2 separate regions of the Manis pentadactyla genome follow, and region 1 is linked to region 2. A link is a contact called in public Hi-C data. All regions are on one chromosome and are shown on one strand. The core of a region is the stretch at or near the end of the contact, and the rest is flanking DNA. Distances in the headings are between cores, read along the strand shown. Region 1 holds the start of FADS1 (fatty acid desaturase 1). Region 2 holds the start of INCENP (inner centromere protein).

What was found. Hi-C and Micro-C count contacts between places; a contact is called where the count stands out from the background.
Region 1: a contact with region 2 is called in a Hi-C map of blood, with 5 times the contacts expected there. The contact joins the promoter of FADS1 here to the promoter of INCENP in region 2. A contact is called at or near these places in 2 of 3 Hi-C or Micro-C datasets (blood and fibroblasts).

What each region holds. Positions count from the first base shown.
Region 1 is chr9:15,409,308-15,415,681 of mManPen7.hap1, forward strand. FADS1 (fatty acid desaturase 1) reads left to right here and starts at 2,326. Exons shown (of 11, transcript XM_036925538.2): 1 at 2,326-2,670; 2 at 5,259-5,456; 3 at 6,185-6,286. The coding sequence starts at 2,479. The region is part of intron 1 of FADS2 (fatty acid desaturase 2); the gene reads right to left.
Region 2 is chr9:15,178,697-15,184,534 of mManPen7.hap1, forward strand. INCENP (inner centromere protein) reads right to left here and starts at 3,015. Exons shown (of 19, transcript XM_036925682.2): 1 at 2,920-3,015.

The DNA of each region.
Region 1 (6,374 bases), core at 1,076-3,575, 230 kb after region 2:
TGGTAATGGACTTTGTATTTCCAGCACTTATCGGTATAACTGACAAGGAGCAGACAATCCATAAATGTTTGAATGAAACACTGAATGGTTTCAGGTAACAGGATTAATCAAAGAATCACCCTACAAGTGGCATTTTCTTTAAAAAAAAAAAAAAAAAGCTTTTCTTCTGATTGTAAAAAGTAATACATGCTCACAATGGAAAACTTGCCATTTTTTGCTACCATAAATATTGCTTCAATGAATATTTTCATTTATAAATATTTTTCTAAAAATATTTCCTTAGACTATATCCCTAAACATGGAATTAACATTTTTAAGATTCTAAAAAGTTGCCAAACTATTTTCCCAGAAAGGTTAATCATTCTCGCTAAGAGCATAAAAGCTTCTATCCCACAGCACTTTCACTACAGGGATAACCATAGAAGTCTTTTTTCCTGTTTCTTCTTTAATGAGATTAAGCAACTTTACAGAAAAATTAACTTAATGTTTAAAAATAAATTATGAAGTGTTCTTTCTTCTGTTACTGTGATACCCACAGGATTCTCACATAATTGTAATCAGTGAGTACATACTGCTTTGGATTCTGCTTTTTTCACTGCAGAGGATTTTTTACCTATCTATGCAGTTCACACCCTGGTCATTTTTAATCGGTCTGTAGTTCCTCACTGTGCTGATATATACCAGGAGCTTGCTGATTTTCTTACTGTCAGGACTTGCAGTTAGTGTTTGTAGTCTCCCTGCTCTACCCTCAATTTTCCAGAGTGAAATTACTTGACCAAAGAGTACCAATCATTTTCTAACTTTTGTTACACACTGCCAAGTTGTTAGGCAAAGTTTTCTTAAAAAGGAAAATGGCCTGTACAGAGGGATTGTACACGGACCATCATTTCTGAGCAAGGCGTAGCAGCCTGGCATTTTAACTGGAAGCCAGGACAGCTGAGATTCCACGTGGGAACTTGGGAAGTCCCTTCCCCACTCTGAACCTCAATTTTCTTATCTATAAAATGAGGAATTTGGATTGAATGGATGAAGGTCTTTTTCTACCAGAAATCTAGTCACTGTTCTCCTAATCTGTTCTGTATAAGCCTCTCCTGACTACTCAGAGCTCAAACTCTAGCTCAGTGCTCAGGATAAAGCTCAGCTTCCTTTCCCGTGGCTGCAAAGTCCATCAAAGTGCAATCAGAGGAGAGACAGCAGAGTGTAGGAGTTCAGAGCCCAGGCCGGTTCCAAACTTCAGCCCTGCTGCTTAATAGTTCTCTATCAAAATACTTAACCTCTCAGTGGCTCAGTTTCTCCATCTGTAAATGAGGTTAATACTAGTTCCTACGTCATTGGTTGTTATGACAATTAAATGAGTTTATGTTTGTAAAATATTAGGAACAGTGCCTGGCACATTGCAAGCACTTTATAAAGTGTTGAATAAATAAAAAAATTTAGTATGTAAACTCTGCTTGTCTTCATACTGTGACAGCTTCTTGATCGGCGCCCGCAGCCTCTAGGCGCTTTCTCATTTCTTCCTAAAGCCCAGAGACCTGCGGCACCAAACTCTCTACTTAAAGGCCCCTTACGACTGAGTCCCAGGTGCCTCCAAGATGGAATAGACATGCTTCAGCCTCAGGCCCAGGCTCTTCACACAGAGCCTCCCGGAGGTCAAGGACACTTCCTTTTCTTAACGAATCCCAGTTATTTTAAATACAAAGCAAGTATTAAAACAAAAAAGGCAAACAAGGTTGCAAAAATTGTGGGGCATATTTAACGTTATAACGAGCAAAGCTCTAACACCGCCCTCAAACCAACACACCATAATTATGTTAACAAGATAATTGCCAAGGGTTCTCAGACAGTTATTTCAGGCCACGCACCGCGGCGAGGAGGAGGCGGCTTATCAGGTCAGCGTCTGGAGACCAGCGGGGACGATCCTAGGCCAAGGACGAGGCCCCGGGGACAGCCGCTTTCCACGTCCCCTGGCCCCCAACCCGCCAGTCCCGGCGGCCCCCCAGCCACCGGCTCCCCCGCGCGCCGCTGCCTACCTCGGAACGCCAGGCCGCTCGCTCGCTCGGGGCCGCCACCCGCAGAAGCCTCCACAGGAAGCGTTATCCCGCCGCGGCGCCCCCTGGCAGCTAAAGCCGCGATCCGGATGCGGGGTCCGGCGGCAACCCCTCCAAGGAGCCCGCGAGGGGGCGCGCCCCCACAGGCCGGCAGCAGCCCGCTCGCGGCGCCCGCCGGCCCGCGCGGGGCCCGGCGGGAAAGCGGGGGCTCGCTCACCGCGCCACGCGGCTCGACCAATGGGAGCGCGCGCAGCGAGGCTAGGCAGTCCGCGCCGCGGGTGCTGAAAACCCGGCGCGCGGGCGGTGGTCTCCGGGCGCGCGCTAGCGGGCCGGCTCACCTAGTACGTGAGGCTGGCGCGCGCTACGCCTCGGGCCCGGAACGCGCGCCTGACAGCCTGCGCCGGCTCGCGCGCTTTGTCGCGGGGCCGCGATGGTCCCCAAGACCCCAGCCCCGGGACCGACCTCGCGCTACTTCTCCTGGGACGAGGTGGCGCAGCGCTCCGGGCGCGAGGAGGAGCGGTGGCTCGTGATCGACCGGAAGGTGTACAACATCAGCGAGTTCACCCGCCGGCACCCCGGGGGCTCCCGGGTCATCAGCCACTACGCGGGGCAGGATGCTACGGTGAGCGCCACCGGACGGGGGCACCGGAGGAGGCGGGGCCGGACGGCCGCGGCCGGAGGCTCAGTGCGCGAGACAGGAAGTTTGGCATCCGCGGCCAAACACCGACTAATTCGGGGGAAAGGCGTACGTGCCGGAGCGTACTTGTTGCCTGATGTTTAGCTGTACTGCGGGCAAGGGATTCAAGGGCAGGAGAAAGGCTGTGGAAACGAATCTGGAAAATGGGGAGGGAGGCCAGCAATGTGCACACACAAAGGACCGCTCCGCCGTGCGTGCGCTCTGTCTGTGGCTCCGAGTCTGGGGTGTCCAGGCGTGGTCAGGCCCAGAGCTGGGCATAGGAAGGAGGGTTCTGTGGCAGGGAGACTGAGTCTCTGTGTGTCTCGGAGGCTGGGAGGGGAGCGCGGCCGCGTCTTGACTGAGCGTGCCGGAGTGAGCGAGCGGGAGCAGAGGAGGGAACTCTTGAGGAGAGGGCTGAGGCGGGTAGCTCCCCGGGGCCCCGCTGCCTTGGGAACCCCCCTGCAGGGTGAAGACCGGAGGGCCGGGAAGGGCCTCACCGGCCGGAGAGGGCTAACGGTTGCTGGTGCACAGGGAAGAATGGGAGCGGCATGCTGAAGGTGGGGGTCCTGCATCAGGATACACTTAGCAAGGACACCCGGAACGGCCCTCGAAACCTGTAGTGAAGTCACTCCGCCGCAGGCCAGCGGGGTCTCCAGCTGTTACCCGCAGCTGTAGGTAGTATCTCTCTTCCCTCGGCCTCACTGAGGGGTCAGCGCGCGCCCCAGCCTGGGCTCTGCTGCTTCCCTTTCTAGACCACCTGTTCTGGTACCTGGTACCTGGCGCCTCCCTACTGGGTTGGAGAGCCGGGGATGACCAGTGGGACGCAAAGGTTGAAACGTTCGCGTTGCTGCGTCCCCTTCCTCTACACACTTCTCCCCTCCGTGCCCTGCGAGCAGCCTGACCCCTTCCGCTGTTCCCCACCCTCTGCCCTTGCCAGCCCAGAGTGCGCCTCTGGGGTTCCCGTTATATCGCCGCGGAGCATAGACGCTTCGGGGTGGTGACCCAACCCATGCTTTGACGGGGCCCGCCTAGGCGGCGAGGCTGGAGCCTACACACTTGTCACCCCGAGTAATCACTGGGCCCCCCAGACAGCCGGCAAGGACGCCGACCAGCGCATGCGCACACGGAGCCGGCCCCTCCGCTGGGGCTTCCCGCAGTTGATTTGGGGCGGGGGCCTGCCGAGGCCGGGACGGCGATTGGTCCGGATGTGTGGTGCCACTGGCCGCCGGCTCCGCCTCGGTTCTGGCCTTGCCTGCCTCTTCCCCATAGGGCAGGGACTTGAATTTTGTCACCTCGGGTAACCAAAATTTGGGGTAGGGGGTGGTCAGAGTGCTACGGAAAATATAGAACACCCAGGATCGCAGCACAGGGAAATGGGAGAAATGCAAAAAGTTCCCAAGTTCCTAAGACATAGGCAATTTTCCTGATCACATTTTATGGAGAACACTGGCTCAGAGAGGGGCCTGTTAAAAGTCCCTCAAAAAAAGAAGTCTTACAGCCCCACCCATCCCTTCAGGTTGTCAACTATACCTAAATTCTTGGGCAAAAGCTGTCCCTAGAGACACCCCGAGGAAAAGCCAGTCAGGCAGGTCTTTCTGTGGTTCCCCCTACCCACGCTTCCTATTCCTTGCTGTGGTGCCTTTACTAGAACACAGATGCTGGGTGACTGCACTGTGGACACATAGGAAAGGTCTGAGCACCCCCAGAGGGAAGTTGGGTGGAAGGAGGTCATATCTGTTTGAACCGGGATGTAGCCACCTTGCTGGAACGAGAGGGTGGCCTTGGTGTGAGTCCTCCAGGAGTCCAGGGGGCCAGGCTGGCTTCCTCACTATTCTGCCTTCTCCCTGTCCTTGCAGGATCCCTTTGTGGCATTCCACATCAACAAGGGCCTTGTGAGGAAGTACATGAATTCGCTTCTGATTGGAGAACTATCTCCAGAGGAGCCCAGCTTTGAACCCACTAAGAATGTGAGACCCTGTTTGTCTTTTGGAGACCCTGTGGTTGTTGAGGGGCAGGGATGAGAAAGAAGGCCTAGATAGGGTCACAGGTGGCCACACTCAGTACTTCTTGGGAGTCTTGAGGTCCCTGCTTCTCCTGAATTCATTGGGTAACAGGTCCAAGGGATCAGGGCTTTACAACCTATGGTTTGCAAACAAGGCCACCCCACTACCATCATCATCAACTTGAGACCTATTTATTGAGCACTTACTCTGTGCCAAGCATAACTTCATATACTCACACATTTACAGATGAGAAAACTAAGACTCAGAGTTGGTAAGCTGAGGATCACACAGTTAGTAAACAGTAGAGCAGGGACTTGAACCCAGTCTATTTAACTCCAAAGACCATGTGCTCTTAGGCACGATCCCATAGCACCTCCTCCTGTCGTCCTTCCTCAGTACTGCGGTATCTTTACCCAGGACTGTGGACTTCCCATAGCCACCTCAGTGAGAGGGCCTGTCTCCAGCACTGTTGGGTTGCAGCTGGGAAGAATTACAGCCCCTTCCCCCCGCTCCCTACCTTTCTTTCCACAGAAAGAGCTGACTGATGAGTTCCGGGAGCTGCGGGCCACAGTGGAGCAGATGGGACTCCTGAAGGCCAACCCCATCTTCTTCCTGCTCTACCTGCTGCATATCCTGCTGCTGGATGTCGCTGCCTGGCTCACTCTTTGGGTCTTTGGGACATCCTTTGTGCCCTTCTTCCTCTGTGCAGTAATGCTCACCACAGTTCAGGTGAGGCCCCTGGCTTCTCAAGAGCATAGCTGTCGTCCTCTATCCTGGGGGACAGAAAGCTCTTTGTACCCCTCTGAAGGCCAAGGAATCCTGTGCAGAGCTGAGGGTGTGTGGGAGAGTTAGTGCAGAAGGGGAACATGTATTCCCTGGTCTGTGACTTTTATTTGCTCAGCAGCCACATGTGCACCATGTCTCTCACTGCCTCTTCAGCTGCTCCTCCCAGGATTCCCTCCTACCTGCAGAACCTTCTCTGAAACTCAGTTTCAGGTTCAGCCACAGCCTAAGTGTACCAAGAACCAAGATTCTGTTTTCTCAACAGAGCTTGACTCCCTCCCACCACATTGCTCAACATGCTAGTAATCCTTGGGCCCTAACACTTGGCTGTCAAAACCCGTTTATCAAGCATCTACTTGCCTCTGAGTTTGTCACTCTCTGTCCTTTTCTGTAGTTTGGATGTTCAGCCCACCATAAGTCACTGAACTCTGGAGCTGGGGAAACTGGAGAATAGGGAAGGGATAGTGATTTGCCCCAACTCTCGTGTGCGTTAGTGGCAGAGCCAGAGTTAGAGCTCTGGCTTCCTAACTCCTTTCCTGATGTGCTCAGTTAGGGTTTGCAGCCATCACAGGCCTAGGTGGATGAAGGAAGAAGTAGAGGCTGAGGATCTGCTGAGGTCAGTGTGAGGGATGCTGGGCTGGTAGGCTGTTCTCAGCACTAACCTCTCTTCCCAGGCCCAGGCTGGCTGGCTGCAGCATGACTTTGGGCACCTGTCCGTCTTTGGCACCTCTACGTGGAACCACTTGCTACATCATTTCGTGATTGGCCACCTAAAGGTCAATGGGATAGGGAGGGGCTCTCTGAAACTCCGACAGTGAAGGGCTGCCTGGGGTTTGGGGTGACACTAGACTTTCAAACTTATGT
Region 2 (5,838 bases), core at 1,765-4,264:
CTGAAAACTATAAGACACTCTTAAGAGTAATTAAAGAGGACACTAACAAATGGAAACTCATCCCATGCTCCTGGCTAGGAAGAATTAATATTGTCAAAATGGCCATCCTGCCCAAAGCAATATACAGATTTGATGCAATCCCTATCAAATTACCAACAGCATTCTTCAACGAACTGGAACAAATAGTTCAAAAATTCATATGGAAACACCAAAGACCCTGAGTAGCCAAAGCAATCCTGAGAAGGAAGAATAAAGTGTGTGTGGGGGGGGGATCTCGCTCACCAACTTCAAGCTCTACTACAAAGCCACAGTAATCAAGACAATTTGGTACTGGCACAAGAACAGAGCCACAGACCAGTGGAACAGAATAGAGACTCCAGACATTAACCCAAACATATATGGTCAATTAATATACGATAAAGGAGCCATGGACATACAATGGGGAAATGACAGTCTCTTCAACAGATGGTGATGGCAAAACTGGACAGCTACATGTAAGAGAATGAAACTGGATCACTGTCTAACCCCATACACAAAAGTAAATTCGAAATGGATCAAAGACCTGAATGTAAGTCATGAAACCATAAAACTCTTAGAAAAAAACATAGGCAAAAATCTCTTGGACATAAACATGAGAGACTTCTTCATGAACATATCTCCCCAGGCAAGGGAAACAAAAGCAAAAACGAACAAGTGGGACTACATCAAGCTGAAAAGCTTCTGTACAGCAAAGGACACCATCAATAGAACAAAAAGGTATCCTACAGTATGGGAGAATATATTCATAAATGACAGATCTGATAAAGGCTTGACATCAAAATATATAAAGAGCTCACGCACCTCAACAAACAAAAAGCAAATAATCCAATTAAAAAATGGGCAGAGGAGCTGAACGGACAGTTCTCCAAAGAAATTCAGATGGCCAACAGACACATGAAAAGATTCTCCACATCGCTAGTGATCAGAGAAATGCAAATTAAAACCACAATGAGATATCACCTCACACCAGTAAGGATGGCTACCATCCAAAAGACAAACAACAACAAATGTTGGCGAGGTTGTGGAGAAAGGGGAACCCTCCTACACTGCTGGTGGGAATGTAAATTAGTTCAACCACTATAGAAAGCAGTATGGAGGTTCCTCAAAAAGCTCAAAATAGAAATACCATTTGACCCAGGAATTCCACTCCTAGGAATTTACCCTAAGAATGCAGCAGCCCAGTTTGAAAAAGACAGATGCACCCCTATGTTTATAGCAGCACTATTTACAATAGCCAAGAATTGGAAGCAACCTAAGTGTCCATCAGTAGATGAATGGATAAAGAAGATGTGGTACAAATACACAATGGCATATTACTCAGCCATAAGAAGAAAACAAATCCTACCATCTGCAACAACGTGGATGGAGCTAGAGGGTATTATGCCCAGTGAAATAAGCCAGGTGGAGAAAGACAAATACCAAATGATTTCACTCATCTGTGGAGTATAAGAACAAAGAAAAACTGAAGGAACAAAACAGCAGCAGAATCACAGAACCCAAGAATGGACTAACAGTTACCAAAGGGAAAGGGACTGGGGAGAATGGGAAGGAAGGGAGGGATAAGGGCAGGGAAAAAGAAAGGGGGTGTTACGATTAGCATGTATAATGTGGCATTATGCCCCACGGGGGGCATGGGGAGGGCTGTGCAACACAGAGAAGACAAGTACTGATTCTACAACATCTTACTACACTGGCGGACAGTGACTGTAATGGGGTTTGCAGGGGGGACTTGGTGAAGGGGGGACCCTAGTAAACATAATGTTCTTCATGTAATTGTAGATTAATGATAACAACAACAACAACAATAAAAATCAATGGACAGGAAATGAGGGTGGGTGATGTCCAATCTGATTCCAAGGTTGGAAAAGTTGCGCAGTACCCAACAGGCACACCCCGTTAGTAAGTCATTGGGATTATAAATGAAATAAAAATATTTTTTTTGTCAAAAAAATAAAATACTTCAAAACCAAGTGGGTAAAAATTTCACTGTAGATCTGCATTAACAGACGAACACTGAAATCGATTCTAATGGTAGGGAACATTAACTTTGAACCACATTTAGGGAAATGTTATCCTCCACTACCCACCCTTACTCCCCAAGCAGAAAATCATTGTTATTAGGGAACCCGGACACATGTTTCTTTATCTGTCTACCCCTCTCCCTCTAGAGTAGCCCCAAATGCTTAACATTCCTTCACTGCTTTGTGGGAATCTTATCCTTTCTGTCTCTTCCCTACAGCTGATTACTAGAAATGGTTGACAAACTCTGTGTTGCAGAACCAATAGTTCAATATAAAACACACCAGTTTTAACACAAAATACTCTAGGATAAACATGAAACACTCCAGGACCCCCGGATGATACCAGGAAGCCAAAATCAACGCAAAACTCCTAGAAGTTTCGAGGTCTCTCTAGTTTCTGCCCTAACTTTCACATTCCTTTGCTAATCGTATATAAACTGCTGCTCGACTCAACCAGGCAAGGCAGATTTGGGAATGTTTTCCTGCTTTTTTGGTGGGCTACCCTCTAATAACGAAGCTTTCTCTGCTTCAACCCCAGTGAGTCAGAGATTGGTTTGTTGTGCATCAGGCTCATGAATCAGATTTGGGGGTTCAGTAACATTAGTAAACCTAGTCTGAAATAAAATTATATTCAATTATTTTTTTTAACATATTTTGAATTTCATCAATTAGAAAAATGTAGCTATTTGTCTCCTCCCTTGTTATCTACGAACCTCCAAAATATCTTAGAGTTTGCCCCTTTGCCCACAAAGTCTGAAGTACAGTAATTACCGTCAGCCTTTACAGAAGTTGGCAGACCCCTGCGCTGGCACGTTTCTGGAACTAAACATGGGTGCCCCTCTAGAAACCAGCAACTCACTCAGAGGAGCACTTGGCTGCAGTCCCTGCCCCAGGGTCCTTTCCCACCGGGCAGCTGCTCCCTTGCTCTAGCGACACCCCGCGCGGACCAGAGGGCGCATGCGCAGCCTGGTCTGTGGCGGGCACGCTTGCGCAGGCGCCGGCGATCGCAGGTTGTCTTCGCAGGTGGAGAGCGGGAGAGAGCTTGCCCAGGTCAAGGTGGCCCTGTATGCACGGGATACCTGTCCACTCGCCTGAACCTTGGGAGCCGAAGCCTTGCTTTTTGGAGCGTGGCGCCTCTTTAGCTCGGCTCCTAGAGCTGGTGGGAGGTACATGCTGGGGGAGGTGGATGCCCCTGCGCGCAAGTCCTGCGTTCTCTCAGACACCTCATCTTATCTTGAATGGGGTCTTCTTTAAAATATATATATTGTGAAATATAGCACGCATCTTTTAAAAAGTGCACAAAATAGAGATATACAGCTTATTAGTTTATCAAAATCATTCCTGGAAAACAACCACCAGAAATAAAGTTTCGCCAGCCTCCCAGAAGCCCCCCTACCCCCGTCAATGACAGCCTCCTCCAAAGTGTGCAGACACCTGCGCTGCAACGTTTCTCTAATGCCTTAAGAGAAAAAAAAGTGTGGCAACCATTGTATTGCTTACATAGTCTTAACAGCCAGCACGGGTCCCTCAGCATTATAGTTGGCTTTTTTTTTTTTTTCAGTAATGTATTATACAGTCTGCTCTTGTGTTTGGCGTCTTTTGCTCAACATTGTGTTTGCGAAATTCTTCCATACTGTTTTGCATGGCTGTAATTCGTTCATTCTTATTGCTGCTGTATAATAGTCCGATTTAGGAATATTTTGCAGTCTTATTTATTCTACTGGGTTTTTTTTTAGTTAAGTATAATCAATATATAACATTAGTTTCAGGTGTACAACAATGATTTGGTATTTGTATACATTGAGAAATGATCACCACAGTAAGTTGAGTTAACATCTGTCACCATATATAGTTACAGATTTTTTTCTTATGATGAGAACTTCTAAGACCTACTTTCTTAGCAACTGTCAAATATGCAATACAATATTATTAATTAAAGTCCCTATGCTGTACTATTCATTCTACCATTCGTGGGCATTTGGAATATTTGTTTTTTCCAAGTTTCTACTATTATGGATAATGCTGCCATGAATATGTTAACCCTCTCAACAGCTCTTGGAAAAAAGTATCCTCCCTTCTTACAGATGATAAAACCATCTCAGAAAGGTTAAGTAATTTCCTCTGTGGAGGGAGTCAGGTTCTAACTGCAGGCTTTGCCTTCTGAGGTTTTGGAATCTTCCCGTGTAGCAATCAATAGGAAAGGAATGTGAGTTAGCAGGACCTCTCAAAGAGCACCTCTGATCAGCTACTGCATGCCTGGCTGGCCCTCTTTGTTGTTTTGTTCTGTTTTAATCAATATATTGAGGTCTTATTAAATATGACTATATTTTAAATGTACAGTCCAGTGAGTCTGGGCAAATTCATGCACCTATGATCAAGATAAAACATGCTTCCATCACCTCAAGAATTTCCTACCTGCAGCCTTGCAGTCAAATCTTCCACACCCCATATAAATGAAATCATGCACAATGTGCTCACACAAAATGTCTCATTTTTTCCACTTGGCATTATATTTTTTGGATTCATCCGTATTGTGAGTATCAGTAGTTAGTTCCTTTTTTATTGCTGAACAGTAGCAAGTTGTATAAATATGCCACAGTTTGCTTATTCATTCACTATTTGGGCTGTTTCCAGTTTGGGATGAATTATCATTCATTATGAATAAAGCTGCTATGAACATTCGTAGACAAAGTTTTGGTGGATGTATGTTTTCATTTCTTTTGGGTAGGAAAGAAGTTCTCTGGGAATGGAACTGCTGAGGCATGTCGTCAGTGTTGTTTCACTTTATAATAAGATACTGTTAGAAAGTGTTCCAAAATAGTTGTACCATTTTACATTTCCACAAGCAGTTAATGAGAGTTCTACTTGCTCTACATCTTCCCTACTTCACAGAGGTCCCCCCCAGATTTCTGTCCCTGCCCTGAATATTCCAGTCACTTCAGTTGCCCCTAGGTCTGATTATCTGCCATCTCAGCTCAGGCGGGCCCCAGCTCACTGCACCACAGGAGACAGAGACTAAGTTATCATGTGGCTTAACCCCAGGTGTTTCCCTTCTCATAGGCAGCACCTTCTGGCTCTTCCTGTGGTCCAAAGCTTAAAAAGAGTTGCCTCACATTTAGGACCCAGTTTTGCTGTTGTTCTGATGGAGGGCCAATTCTCTCCTAGTATCTCCATCAAAGCTGATAGTGGACATCCTCTGGGCTGTGTGCTGCATTTTAGGGGCCTCTGGGTTGAATTTGCAAAGACTCACTCTTTTTTGCTGTTGCCCTATGATAGTGATGGCTGACAGACTCATTTATGCGAACTAAAAAATGTGCAAAAGGAAGGTTAATACAAGGAGGAAGGAGTGCCTGTTTATTAACTTGCTGTGAAGAATAAAACCCACCAGACTAAAATCCTTGCATGGCTGTTATCTATGCAGTCTCTCTCTTATGCAGGGCACAGAATGAAATGATAATCAGATGCTCTTTTATTGAGATCTGAGTGTGAAGAGTCACTATCTTCAGTAGCCAGAAGTAGCCTGGATGTAATCAAGGGCGTTCTCTCTCTGGGGCACAGTGGAAGCCACATGTGATCTGAAAGTTGTCCTGCTAATGGAACCAGCATGGAGAATTAGATGAATGGTTAACGGCATCAAGCAATGCCAACCCGCTGCATCCAGCTTATAACAGGGAGAGTCTTGCCAGTGGGGTTGGAAATAAGCGACATCTTCTGTGCTCCCTGTATCTATTTCCACCTAAGAGAAAACCTTTCCTATGGAACAAGAAATACTTGAAGT